2 separate regions of the Oryctolagus cuniculus genome follow, and region 2 is linked to region 1. Evidence: chromatin contacts called from public Micro-C data. All regions are on one chromosome and are shown on one strand. Each heading gives the region's core, a stretch centred on a gene start, on an enhancer-like site or on the middle of the called end of the contact. The rest is flanking DNA. Distances are from core to core; before and after follow the strand shown.

Region 1 (6,860 bases), core at 3,973-6,472:
GATCCAGCTTCTTGCTACTGTGCACTGGGAAGATGGCAGGTAATAGCTCAAGGACTTGGGTCTCTGCCACTCACATAGGAGATCCAAATGGAGTTCCAGACTCCTGGCTTCCACTTGGTTCATTCCCAGCTGCTGCAGGCCTTTGGGAAGTGAACCAGCAGATAGGAGAGAAAGAGAACACTTATCTTCAAGAGTGAGATCTTCCCACATGGATGGCAGGGGCCCAAGCAATTGGACCATTATCTGCTGCTTCCCAACATGCATTAGTGGGAAGTTGGATTGAAAACAGAAGAGCTGAGTCTTGAACTGGCACTCTGGTATGGGATGTGAGAGTTGCAAGAGACTTAACCCATTGTGCCACAACATCTACCCCACACCTAATTTTTGTTTTCTTATTTATTTATTTATTTATTTGAGAGGTAGAGTTACAGAGAAAGAGAGAGAGACAGAGAGAAAAGTCTTCCATCCGCTGGTTCACTCCCCAAATGGCCACAATGGCCAGAGCTGGGCCGATCCAAACCCAGGAGCCAGGAGCTTCTTCTGGGTCTCCCACATAGGTGCAGAGGCCCAAGGACTTAGGCCATCCTCTACTGCTTTTCTAGGCCATGGCAGAGAGCTGGATTGGAAGTGGAGCAGCCAGGACTCTAATCAGCACCCATATGCCAGCACTGCTAGAGGTGACTTTACCCACCATACCATAGTGCCAGCCCCTGGAAAAAAAAACATTTTTTTAAAGATTTATTTTTATATATTATTGAAAGGCAGAGTTACAGAGAGGCAGAGGCAGAGGCAGAGAGAGAGAGAGAGAGAGAGTCTTCTATCCACTGGTTCACTCCCCAAGTGGCCACAATGGCCAGAGCTGGACAGATCCAAAGCCAGGAACCAGGAGCTTCTTCTGGGTATCCTAGGTGGGTGCAGAGGCCCAAGGGCTTGGGCCATCCTCTACTGCTTTCCCAGGCCACAGCAGAGAGCTGGATAGGAAATGGAGCAGCCAGGACATGAACCGGTGCCCATATGGATGCCAGCACCACAGAGCTGGCTCCACACCTAATTTTTAAAGCTGTACCTTTTTGCCATCTTTTGTCACCTTAAAAGTGAATAGAAGAAAAGACGCAGTGATCTGCTAGCATCCTGGAAACCACTGTCTTATTGGCGTAGTATTTGGATTTGAGGAAGCTTGAGAGAGACGGAGTTCTAAGACTAAGGGGATACCAAATCTTGTTCTACCCAAAGAACCTACAAAGGGATGCAGGTGAATTCTAGGCCAAGTCTCTGATTTGATATGAACCAAAAGAACCACCCAGAGCAGCCACACAGGGTGGCTGGAGGATGCACACTCCCCTCCTGGCTGCAGCAGGCAGACCAGGGATGCTGGACCAAAACCCCAGACTCTGCCACTTGCCCTCCCCAACATTCTCTCGCCCCTTCTATCACTTGGGAAGTTCTAAGACCAAGCCAGAGCCCAATAAACCCATCCAGAGGGAAGCTACTGATCTGTACCCTTTGATGTCAACACACTCACCCCAACCAAATGTTTCACATCAGGCACCAGGCCAGGCAAAGCTGAGACCTGTGGCTTTAAAACCAAAACCAGGCTCACCTCTAAAATGCCAACATGGACCCTGGAGACAGACTCTCCGGTTTCAGCAATTGAGTAACTTACACTGACCTAAAGGAACAACCAAATCCTAAAAGACCAGATCTTCACCACCTTGCAACTCTTCATCACATTCTCTCTCTTCAGCAACGTGAATAACATCTACCAAGCTACTTATTAAAACAAGTCTAACTGCCTGAACTTCAGGATTACAGGTTTCCTGGCATAAGTGCTCTTACAAATGCACTCAAAGTTCTACTATCATCTAATTACAATTTCTATACAGCTGTGTAATAAGGTGTGTGTGCTGGAAGCCAAAAAGAAAAAAAAGTTTCAATGACTTTAGTACCTACCGCTGAAACAAGCAGAAACAGGACAATCTTCCATAATTTAAAAAAAGAAGATACTGGAATTATTTATTTTTTCCTCACAGCTCCAATCAAGGTGAGAGGAGCCAGGCAAAATGCAGGCTTAGCATATATGGTCATCCCCAGACTTTCTTACTCTGTAAAGCAGAAATTAATAAAAGAAGAAGAAAAAAAAGACATACCACACAGCATTTTCTTTCCCCACCATAATTTTTCAATTTTCTTTAGAGAAATGCCAGCCAATAACTAATCAGAACCATATCCTTCGTTATCCCAATGGGAAGAAGTACACAAATGGTTTGAGAGAACAAATGTTAATGAGAACTTTAAAAAGTAATCTGGATCTTTGCTTTTCCTTCAGTTGTAAAACAAAATTCCCTTCTTTAAAGTTATTTTTATAGATGGTAAAAAAAAACAGAGTCTGTCCACAAGGAGTGAAGTGTTCATCCATCCGGGGCCCTGCACTGGGGGTGCTCCGACTGCTCACTGTTCTTAAGGTGAAACTGGCATCACAAACTCACAGACTCCTATCCACTCCAGTGTGGAACAAGAGAGCCCAAAACTGCCAGTTACAGAAAAGGACACGCTGTCTCCTCCGTGTTTCCCTTCCAGAGTGCGGACATGGCTTTTGTAACTTCCAAGAGTATGTTTTCCTTAGCAAGCACAGAGGAGGCTTTTCACCTGGTGCACACCCCTGGGCGTGTTTCTGGGATCCGATGTGGAGTCCCCCTGTTCAGGAACATGGAGGGGCAGAAGCCACCCCAAAAACCGACCAGTTTTAGGGCACAAAGTGAACCGTAGGATGTGAGTCAGAAACATTCTGTGCAAAATATAAAATTTCTCAGAAGCCCCGGCACCAAGGTTGAGGCACGTTCGGCACTCTACACTGTATTTTCGAATGAGTCTGCGCTGTATCATGCAGAGTCTATTCCTAGCTAGCGGTACTGGCAGGTCCAGGCTAGGACCACGCAACACTTCTTTGCATACAAAGGGACCGGCCAGGGCACAGAGAAGCAGGCATGTGCTACTTGTATCGAATATTTCTCTTTTTCAGAAAAAGCTTTTTTTTTTCCTTTTTTTTAAACATTTGCAAAACATCTCAATTTGTTCCATATTCTAACTATTCAGCCAATTCATTCCCCTTCTGTACAAAACACAATAGGCCTTAGGCTGCAACATTTTACCATCGTTGTATGTTTTCAAAAGCTAGAAATTATTTGCATTGCCCAGTAAGAACATCATTTTAAACAGATTTTGGCCACAACAGAAACTCGCCATTACATTGAAAAAAATTTTTTTTCTATACTCAAAAGGATCATAAAACAACCACCACATAAAATTTGCATATTTGGAAACAGAAAGTACTAGCCATGTATATTCATAGCCTATCACACGTATAAATCAAACATGGGTAGAATAATCTAAGAAGTGGTGAAAATGCCAAGTCCTGCCTCTGTGTGGTTAGGGAACCCATGTTCTTCCCACGTTAAATACACAAACTCTATCTGTTCCACTGTATTTCATACTTTAAATCCCAATTCGGTAACTTTCCCCGCTTAGGGATGGATGATTTACTCGAGACATTTGGGGTCCCAGCATAAGCCTTTTGCTCTCACTAAATCTAAATCATGCTTCCCTACAAGATCCACACACGTAAAAGAAACACATGGCATGCGTTACCATCCTCCCCAGAGGAAGCTAAACGCCCGAGCAGCCCTTCTGTCCACTCCATAAACTGAGACCCCCTCAGACACGGAAGGGTCTGGATTCACACCCCTGCCTCGGGCACACTCCTGAAGCAAGCCCGCTCCAAACCCTTTTCTGTTTCTATGCGTGACAAACACCCCTGGGTTTGTTTTATTAAAACAGACATCTTCATCCAACAGACGCACTCAGAAACCCAAACTAATTTCAACAGCAAACCGGGAGGACGGAGAAGTTGACAGCGAAGCATAAATCTCCCCAAATCCCCGTTCCTCCAGTCCTGCTGCCCCTATGGGATCAGCCCAGCAGTTCACGCGAAGTATGCCAAGACAACGGCGGCCCACCGCGAAAGTGAGGGCGGCAAGTGCCTGGGAGCGAGCTGGACAGTCAGACAATGAAAAGCTCCCCGGTGGCCCCTAACTCAGCCGGGGTGGGGATAGCCGCGGGAGGAGGAAGAAGCGAGAGGGAGCGAGCTCCCTCCTCGCCCCGGGCCACCCCCGGCGGCTGCCTGCCCACGGCAGGGTTGGGGGCGGTCTGACCTCGGCCTCGGCCTCCAGGTCCCCAGTCACAAGGGGAGGGCCCCCCAGGAAAGCAGATTTCTTTCGGAAAGAAAGGAAACTTCCTGGTTCGAGCATTGTGGGTAGGGGGCTAGCGCCCTCCCCCACCCACTACAGGGATCCGCAGAGAGTCCAGGGGTCGAGAGAGGGGGCCCCTCCCGGCACCTCTCCTGGGGGGGGGGGGGGAGGGGCTGGCGGCGGAGGGCCCCCGGGTCGGAGCCCCCAGCACGGCCGCCCCCTCGGCGAGGGGGACGTGAGCCCGGGCCTGGGGCGGTGGGGGGCCGAGAGGTGTCAAAGTTGGGCAGCGCGGGCGCAACCCGGCCCCGCGCCCCGCGGAGTTGCCGCGGGAGCCCCCAGCCCGCAGGGGTGCGGGGACACGGTGCGGGCGCAGAGAGCAGCAGGCGGGGAGGCGGGCGCCACGCCGGAGGCTGGGGCCCGGCTCCCGGGAGTGCGGCCCGAGGCCGGGGGCGCCGGCGAGGCCCGCGCCGCTCACCTTTCTGTGCTTCTCCTTGTAGGGCAGCGCCAGCCACGGCATGTCCCGCACGAAGTCCTGCCACTGCCTCTGGTCCTGATCTGAGGACACGAAGACGATCTCCAGGCGGCTCCGCGGCTCGGGCTCCGCGGCCGCGCCAGCCCCCGGCCCCGGCCCGGCCCCTGGCCCGGCCGCCGCGTCGCCCCTCAGGCGGCCGTAGAAGGCGGCCAGGCTGGCGCTGAGCTGCGCGCAGGGGGCGCTCAGGCTGCAGCCGAAGTAGAGCCCGAGCAGCGAGATGCCGCGGGCGCCCAGCGAGTGCACGTCCACCTCTTCGCCGCCGCCCGTCACCAGCTTCTCGCCGAGCAGCTCCTCCAGGAAGCCCGACATCCTGGCCCACCGCAGCCCGGGCACGCGGGCGGCAGGCGGCGGCGATCGCGCTCCCTCAGTCCGCGCGGCGGGCGGAGGCGGCGGCGGCAGCAGCGGCGGCGGCGGCAGCGGCGGGCGCGAGGGAACGCAGAGCCCCGCCCCCTTGGGCCCGCCCACGCCACGCCCCCTCCGCGGCCGGCCCGGGGCCGCGGTCCCCGGGGCAGGGTCCGCCGCAGCTGGCTCTGGGGCGGCCGGCCGGGCTCCCTCCTTCAGGCCGAAGTGCGCGCGGAAGCCGCCCCGAGTACAGACCTGACGGGAAAGGCTCCCCTCTGACAGGAATGCCCGGGACCTGAGCGATGAAAGGACCTGGACTTGGCCGTCTTTTCCCCACGTCTACGCTCCCTTCCCCGGCCCTAAATTCAGGCCCACCACCACCACACTTCTCCAAGGATTCCCCCCAGCCCCGCACTCGAGTTCTGCACCCTTTCTCCTAGCTCCTTTCCCTCCGCTCCCCAGCCCAAAGCCTGAGGCCCCACTGAATATCCCCCCACACACACACACATCTCTCTCTCTCTCTCTCTCTCTCTCTCGTTGCTGATCAGGCTGGGTCATACTGCCTGTGCATGTATGTCTTGTGCTCTCTGTTGTACGTGGATTGGAGGATGCCACATCTTGCACTAGGGTACTTCAAAAAGTTCGTGGAAACTGAAAAAATAAGTTTATTTTGGTGCAAAAATGTTGGGAATCCAGGCATAGCTGGGGTCTTCCAAAGCTTCCCGGGGGGGGGGGGTGTTTATCCTAGAAGGTAAGACCCCAGCTTCCCACACCGGAGTACCTGGGATCCATACTCAGCTCCAGTCCAGATTCCATCTTCCTGCTCAGGCAAAGCCTGGGAGGCAGCAGTGATGGCTCCAGTAACTGGGTCCTTGCCACCTCGTGGAACAGCTCAGTTAAGCTCCTGGCTCCCACGGGGCATCTGGAGAGTGAACCAGCAGATGGGCGCTCTCTCGGTCTCTCCAATCAACAAAACTTGTTTTAACTGCATGGAAAAATGTGTGTTATGAAAAAACTAGGCATGGATTTCCAAAGAATTTTGTACCGAAATAACTTTATTCACTTTAATTAATTCCGTTTCCCCATGAACTTTTGGAAGCGCCCTCCTGTTCGCTGTGGGTCTTTTAACAGGGTGCTGGGCACAGCAGGGGCAGAATCCGGACCGTCTGTGGGTTGCTCGCGGGTAGCCATGTAGGATTTCAGCGGCTTGCTCCCGCCCCCCAGGGACTCTCTTCCATCTCCACAAACGGGGCCGGCAGATGCTGTGGCACCTCTAACTCGGGGCTGGCTGCTCTCCTAACTCAGCTCCAATGCTGCTATCAAGTTTGTAGGTAGCTGAGAAAAATTCTAGGGAAGTGTGTGTGTGCGCGCCAGCTGGCAAAACGCGCCCGGCGCTTAGGGAGAACCCCGACTGAACAGGTGGTCTGTGGCACGTCTTCGCCCCTCCCCCACAGACACTCAAAAAGCTGAACACAACGCCCACCCAAAGTCGGTGTGGATCAGCTCAGATACCAACACCGGGTGAAAGCAAAAACAAATAAAAACCGAGTCCCCATCAGTGCTTGGGAAGGTATTTCTTGGGCATCTACTGCCATCTAAAGGAAGGAGTGAGGGAGAAAACCAGGCCTACCAGAGCCCAGCCTGAGAGCAAATGCCGGCCCTGGTGGAGCCAGGCACAAACAACAGCTCTCCCCACACAAACATACGTCCCAGGCTCCTTTCTGCCTGTAAGTTGGCATAAA
Region 2 (6,938 bases), core at 74-2,573, 170 kb before region 1:
TATGGCTCCCCAGGCCACGTTCGAGAGGCAAGAAGTAGGTAAGGTAGCGTTCACTGTGCGGCTATTGGGAAAAATAAACATCTCCATGAGTTCCTCAAAAATAACCCGGGTCAGCACTCCCGAGATCCCCGTCTCCATCAGCTTTGGGCGCTCCTCCTCCGGTGGCAGCACCCGCAGATGAGCCTCATAGCCCCTCAGATGGATGTTGTGAGAGATCACCGCTGAGGGGCGCTCTTGCCCAGACACTTCCTGAGGCGTCCTCTTGAGCAGGGAGGGAGCCCCTACCCGCTGGCGGATGCTTTGCAGTCGTGAGAGCGTCCCTCCGGCTCTTCGGCCTGGGAGATCCGGCCCGAGACGTGCAGAAGCGGCGCGTTCCCAGGGAAGGCCGGCGAGCTCAGGTTTCCGTGCCTGGCTCCGTTTTGGCACAGTGGGGAAGCCTTGCCAAGAGTCACTGCTTCACGCCGGCCAGCAGCGGCGGTCCTGTCTCTGGGACTGTTTGTCCAGGCCTTCACAGAAACAGCCACTGTTGCTGTGCGTTTCTCCCCGTAAGGGCCGCTTATGTGGGAAAGAAGGAGCCGCGTTTAAAATCTTCGCACCGCCCCCATCTGTCGGGAGCACGCCGCCTGCGGCCCATGGCTGTGTGACAGGCCGGGCTGGGTGCAGCCACTGCTCACAGCGGGACAGAGCGCTGGGGAAGGCGCTGGGGCCCAGGCTGCGGGGAGCGGGGAGCGGAGGTTCTGAGGATGCCCGCTTGGGTCCTTGGGCCCGCAACACTGCTGCAAGCCCTGCTCGTCTCACAGCCCGGGGGACCAGGGCAGGCTGGAACCCTACTTCCCAGGTGCCAGCCAGGAGGCAGCCAGGCTGCGAGCATACTCATGAGCGGGAAGGGGGTGGGCAGGGGGAGCACAGGCCTGGTTTCAGGCACTGCCTCACACCCGCAGAGGGTGGGGTTGGAGACGCTGGAGTGGAGGGTGGCAGAAGTGGCTCTACCACAGCCCTTCCGTCCCGGGCTCCTGGAGTGGTCCACGTTCTGTGGGAGCCCTTGAGCTACTCCTTCTGGGGAGATGCCTTACGGACTCGTGAGGACCCGTGGACGCCCTTCCTTCTTCCTTCCCTCGACACTCCCCTAGCTCCCCCGGCTCCCCAGTAAACTGTCCTGAGCGCACCTCAGGGCCGGGGTGGAGTTGCAAGGTGGATGCTCGGGTGGCAGCCTCCTGGCTGAAGCACTGGTGCCTCGTTCTGGCCCAGGCCTGCCTAGGGGCCCACACAAGTGGCCTGTGGTCTGTCCTCAAACCCTGTGCCCCGGTCAGCTCTTTAAAAGGCAGCTGACCCCAGCCTTTGCGCTGCACAGAGGCTGAAGCACAGCTTCACGGGAACCCACGCCACACAAGTCCGGGGACATCTGGTCTCCCTCAGCGCCTTGGGGAAGCGCTGAGAAACAGGTCACCGAAAGGCAGCTCACGCCTGCAGCATGAAAGCAGCCCTGTCATTTGTATCCCTGACAGCTTTCCTCACAAAACAAAAACAAAGAGTAGGACGTACACCTTATCCTGTTTACAGAAACAGTGGTGCGGAATACTAGCCAGTCACTCCAAGTCCACCTGATCACCCTGGGAATGAGAGAAAATAAGTGACGTCCAGTCACGGGCCTCAGCCTGGCAGACCGTGGGCGCAACACGGGCCGGGGAGGCCGGTGTCCTTTGTTTTTAAGTGACCAAGGGGCGGTGAAGTCCTTATTTGCATGGTGATACTGCAAAGTCACCATCTTGGATTCTTCTGTTTTGAGGCCAAAATGTGTTATTTTCCCAGTAAACAGCAATAAAAACTGAGCTGTGTATGACAGGAAAAACACTGCTTGGCTGAGAAACGGTGAGAGTTGGCCAGGCCCCTCGCCTTTGTGTGGAAGCAGAGCGGTGATGCCAGTTTCTGCCACAAGGTGGCAGCCACGCCTCAAAACCCACTCTCAGTGCTGCAGGGAGGGGTGAGGACTTTCCTGGATTTAAGTTGAAAAATGGGAAGGATGCAAGCCTGTGCCCAGAGGCGTGAAAGGGGGATGCCGCGCAGACTGTCCCACGTCTTGGCAGAAGCAAAAGTCACTGCAGCAGAGCATCAGGACATGGGGTGGCCAAGGCAGGAAGACCGTGCCCTGTTTCCCCTGGTGCCTGGAGCTCCTGCTGGGAGGCCCCCGCAGCGCCCTTCAGCACCGCGCTTTGCCCTTGATCCAGCCATGGGTACTGGGCCCTGCTTAGAACCCAAGGAGGAACAGGCCTCAGGGGACCTGCCGTCCGCTCCAGGGTTCCCTGCAGCCTCCCGTGTCCTGCCACACAGCTGAGCTCTAAACAGCCCAGGAACAGCGTGGGAGGGCCTGCCGTGCCTGCTGGGAAACCTGCCGCACGGCCGGGACTCTCCTCTTGGCGGCTGCCTCCCCTTGGAGCAGGCCTGAGGTGGGCTCACCTGTGTGTGTGGAGAAAGCGTGGTGCTGCTTATAAACCCCAACGTGCTACCTCCTCTGCTTCCATCAGTGAGCGTAGTAAGGTAACAAGCTGGAAGCCACATCAGCGGCTGAGCCAGCTTCTCACTCTGGATGACTTCAAGTCTACACAGCCGAGCAGTCCTCGCGGCGCACCTGGGGATGCACGGCCGAGGCTCAGCAGCCAGGGGGCCGAGTGTCAGGTGTCACAAAGAGACTGTTCTCTCTTTACAGTGCGTTCGGCGTCGGGAGTCCCGATTGCTCACTTGGGCAGAGCCACCTGTCGCAGTCTCAGAGTTGAGGTGGGCCAGGGCCACGACCAAAGCTGCGGCTTCCTCAGAGTGCTGGGCAGAAGGAGTGGATGCCGGCCTCCGAAGGCAGGCGCCATGACCGCAGGCCTGTAGGGCGGCCCCTGATTCCTCATAGCTGGGACCTACATGTCCTCTGATGACCACAGGAGATTTTAAATGTCTGTTTTTTTTAAACTCTTGTTTACTCGGAAGGCAGACAAGATAGAATAGATACACACACATACACATATGTATATATAGAAAATAGATCAATCCTCTTTGTACTGGTTCACTTCCCAAGTGTCTGGAACAGCCCAGGCTGGGCAGGCCAAAGCCAGGTGCCTGGGACTCAACCTGGCCTCTCCCATGACTCAGGGACGGAGGCTTTCACAGGCTGCCACATTAGTTACTGAGAATTCAACAGTGCTGCAGAATGAGTACCACCCAGTCCTACTCACATCTTCCCTTGCCCTGGAAGTACTCCAGAATGCCAGGTGGCAGCCCCCTGACAGCTGGCACACTCGCTCATCTTTGCACTTTGACATACAAGGCACACCTAGGCCATCTTCGTCATGCTTGCCCCATAGAAGGGGGAATCCTAGACATAAGGCAGAACCAGGGGCTGGTGCAGTTTAGGGGTAAAGCCACCACCTGTGATGACAGCATCCCATTTGGGCACCGGCTCAGGTCCTGGCTGCTCTACTTCCCATCCAGCTCCCTGCTAATGTGCCTGGGAAAGCAGTAGATGGCGGCCCAAGTGCTTGGGCCCCTGCACCCACGTGGAAGACTCAGATGAAGCTCCTGGCTGCGGCCACTTGAGGAGTGAACCAGTGGATGGAAGCTCCATCTCTCCCTTTCTTTGTAACTCTTTCAATTTTTTTTTTTTTTTTTTTTTTTGTAAAAAGAAATAGCCAACATGAGAATCTCCTCCACCCGGCTTTTGGGTCCTAGGAAATACTTACCTTTGTACAGGCTCACAGACCACTAGCACGAATAACGAAGCACACAGCTGTGACTGTCCCCGAACCTGCAGTTTCCCGGGGAGGCCACAAGGTGTGCTCTCGTCCTTGCTGGCGGCTGCAGCGAGGGATTAGGTAAGGTGCTCACTTCAACACCGGCCCAGGGGCAACCTGGAAAGATCTCGGGCTCAGCATCCCCAGGTCCACCCTGGGGCCCTGGAAAGCAGTGCAGGGGCCCTCCTGAGCCTCGCCGTCCATCCTGCTTCCCACTGTGTGCAGTCCTGTGGGGCAAGTGTGGGCCTGCCAGGAAGGCCGGGAGGTGGCAAGAGCAGAAGGCACCTGTGGGATTGGAGCACGTGGGACCCATACTCGGTCCCACACGTGCAGCGCTCCTGTGCGGGGACCCTGAAGGTCCCGCCGATGGGTTCCCGGGCCATACCCTGCCGTCTGCACCATGGCTGGATTCCACGTGTGGCCCTGGAACCAGGCAGCAGGAGGCGGAACAGCTTTTTCATGTCTTCAACCAGGCAACAGGAAAAAACAAAATCTGCCTGGAAACCACCACTTGAAGCTAGCCTGATGCCAAAAAGCAGGGCTGGCTCCTTCTGCTCAGTAAGTGATAGCCACTGAGTTCCGGGACACATGGGGGTTGGGGAGCGATAGCAGGAAGCCACCTTGCTCCTGGGAAAGCAGCTGGCTTCCGTCTGCCCACTGGACACAGCAATCCCAAACACAGCCCCCTTTCCTTAAACAGATCTTTAACATGGGGAGACAGGTAGGGGAAAAAAGCCGTCTCCTCTCCGTCGTGCGAAGGAGAGGGATCTGGAAGTCGTCGTGGGGCGCACAGCTCTGGGAGCCCAGCACGCCGTTTTTACAGCCCCCCTCCTGCCTCCACCTGCAGGGCATGGCTCCCCTTGCTGCTGGTGTCGGGAGCTGCTTCCAGTTAGCAGGGCTGGCTGGGAGGGATTCCGGAGCTGCCCTGTCGCCCGTTTGCTCTGCACCATGGAGAAAGGGGCCCTCCCCACAGCAGCCGCCACGGGGGCCTCAGCCCTCCACGTGCACCCTAAAAGGGCACTCCTGGCGGCCGGGATCCAACTACGTGCAGCTCAGAACAGCCAGCCCAGGACAGCCCCCAGGCTCACAGGTGACCTACTTTTCCCGTGGCAACCCGCTGGACTGTCTGCTCCCAGAGACCTGGGATCACCTTTCCCCGAGGCAGTCCTAGGATAGGACACAGAAACCCTGCCCACGTTCTAAGGGCCGTCAGCCTCAGCTTGTATCCCGGAGTCCGTCCGGCCCAGGCCCGGGACACAGCGGGTTTGAGGGCCCCCACCTCCTGCACCCTTCTCAGAGAGGCCCTCTGTGGGCCTTCGCAGGCTTCAGGGCATTGGCTCCCTGCAGGGAGGGGAAGAGCAAGGACGTCCGAGGTGGGGAACTAGGAACTCCCTCTCCATCAGGGGCCGCACAAACCAGGAGGGACGGCGGCCAGCGCAGGAGGGGCCTGCCTCAGGCAGCCCAGGACAAACAACCCCGTTAGGGCTTGGGATTCTTGGACAGTTTGGAACGCAGCCACTAGGTGCCCGGCCCCAAAGAGTCACCCCACCCCCCACCCCCACCCAAACAGGTAGAGCAGACTTCACATACCAAGGACAGCAAAGGCCACGTGCTTGACAACGTCCAGATGCCTGCTTTATTTCTCGCTAGGTAGATGGCGTCTCAGGCCAGCAACATCAAACAACAGTCTAATTACCAGCTAAGTGTATACCTCTGAACTACAGATGGACAATCCAGTTCAGCAAGGGGCAGCCGTGCCAATAGCTCCTTAGCGCGGCCGGGTTCTCCAAATGGACGATTCCGGTGCTGAGTGGAGCCCGGGGTAAGGCCTGGGACTGTTTCACGGCCCTGACACCCATCTGAGATGAACACCCCGAAAATCCCAGGCCAAAGTCCACCGCCCAAATCTTAAGAACACGGCTGCTGTTGGGGGTTTTGTGCTCAATTCAGGCCCTTCGAGAACCCAGGCCACCTGGCCTCGCACAAGGGACCTAAGGCTTCTGCTGCCAGGCCCCGGCCCCCTCCTGCTCCAGGGCACAGCGCCTTGTGCAGGCTCAGGGGAAAGCGAGGCGTTGGGAAGAAAAGGGAGTGACAGGGTAACCCGAGGGGGGTGCAGGGGCCTCGGCAGAGGTCCTGTGGCCTCAGACGCAGCACTGACCGTGCCAGCGAGGTGTGCCCAAGGGGTGGAATTCAGTCCCAAATCCCCAGAGAGGAGGAGCTGTTCTCTGAGCAGGCAGAAACCTGGGGCGGGTCAAGAGCAAGCAAGGGACGAAATGAAGGAAAGCAGCTCTCCTCTCACCGTGGAGCTCAACAAAACGGCCACTGCAGCCACTCACGCTTCCCACCTGAAACACCCCCCAAGCTTCCGTTCAGATTTGGAGATCCCTGCCCAAGAACCCACGGGCGGAGAAGGATGAGGTCACTCAGGGACGCTGCCGTCAGCAGGTCCAGCCACGGCCTCTGCTCCCCCGACACGCGTGTCACCGAGCAGCTCCCCCTGCCCCGCCCCGGCTGTGTGGGGCCGTGTGTGTGTGTGTACGTGTGTGTGCTGACTCTGTGTTAGGGCCAGAGCCCTGATCCGCTGTCCCCGCACACACCTGTGCGGGAGAACACCCTGGCGGACCCGTCACCCACAGGCAGTGACCTGGACGGAGCACAGCCGTCCCAGTCTCAGGCCTGGCTGGGTGATGCCATCCCCACGAATGCCCAGCAGAGCTTCCCAACACCGTGGGTTCTACTGCCGCCAGGAGGACGCGCACCCCGGGGTGCTGGCAGAGGAGTGAATGCAGAGACAAGGCACCACAGAGAGGTGGGACACGGGGGCTGTGTGACTCGGGCCGCACCAGGAGAGTCCAAGGGCCAAGGGAGGGAAGGGGAGGAGGAGGAGACAGTTTTAAATAACGCCCGGAGGTGGCGGCCCCACTAGATGGGCTCGGGTTTGAGCTTCTCTGCTAGGAAGTCATTCACAAAGGCCTCCACGATGGCAGGGGTGATCTCCTCCACGTCCATCACGTACTTGGCCCGGGCCGACATGTCCAGGATGGTGAGCAGAGGGGCGGCCTCGGGCAGGTTGGTGTAATCTCGCAGGGAGTCGGTCATGTCATCCTGGAAGTCACCGAGGGGACAGAACACCAGGGAGTTAAAGAAGGAGGGTCCCCTAGGCCC

What was found. Hi-C and Micro-C count contacts between places; a contact is called where the count stands out from the background.
Region 2: a contact with region 1 is called in a Micro-C map of ear pinna, with 6 times the contacts expected there. The contact joins the enhancer-like site here to the promoter of NXN in region 1. A contact is called at or near these places in 3 of 6 Hi-C or Micro-C datasets (ear pinna, skin fibroblasts and an unstated tissue).

What each region holds. Positions count from the first base shown.
Region 1 is chr17:46,242,584-46,249,443 of mOryCun1.1, reverse strand. It overlaps NXN (nucleoredoxin), which reads right to left and starts at 5,222. Exons shown (of 8, transcript XM_002718895.4): 1 at 4,720-5,222. The coding sequence starts at 5,085.
Region 2 is chr17:46,405,501-46,412,438 of mOryCun1.1, reverse strand. MRM3 (mitochondrial rRNA methyltransferase 3) reads left to right here. Exons shown (of 4, transcript XM_017348913.3): 4 at 1-101. NXN (nucleoredoxin) reads right to left here. Exons shown (of 8, transcript XM_002718895.4): 8 at 5,384-6,878. The coding sequence ends at 6,696. Among named protein-coding and RNA genes, the nearest start is that of MRM3, 11 kb to the left of the region's middle. Within about 2 kb of position 1,323, at least 1 of the 8 cell types and tissues checked has an H3K27ac peak or open chromatin away from gene starts, as enhancers often do. A contact at or near this core is called in ear pinna, where this site is marked.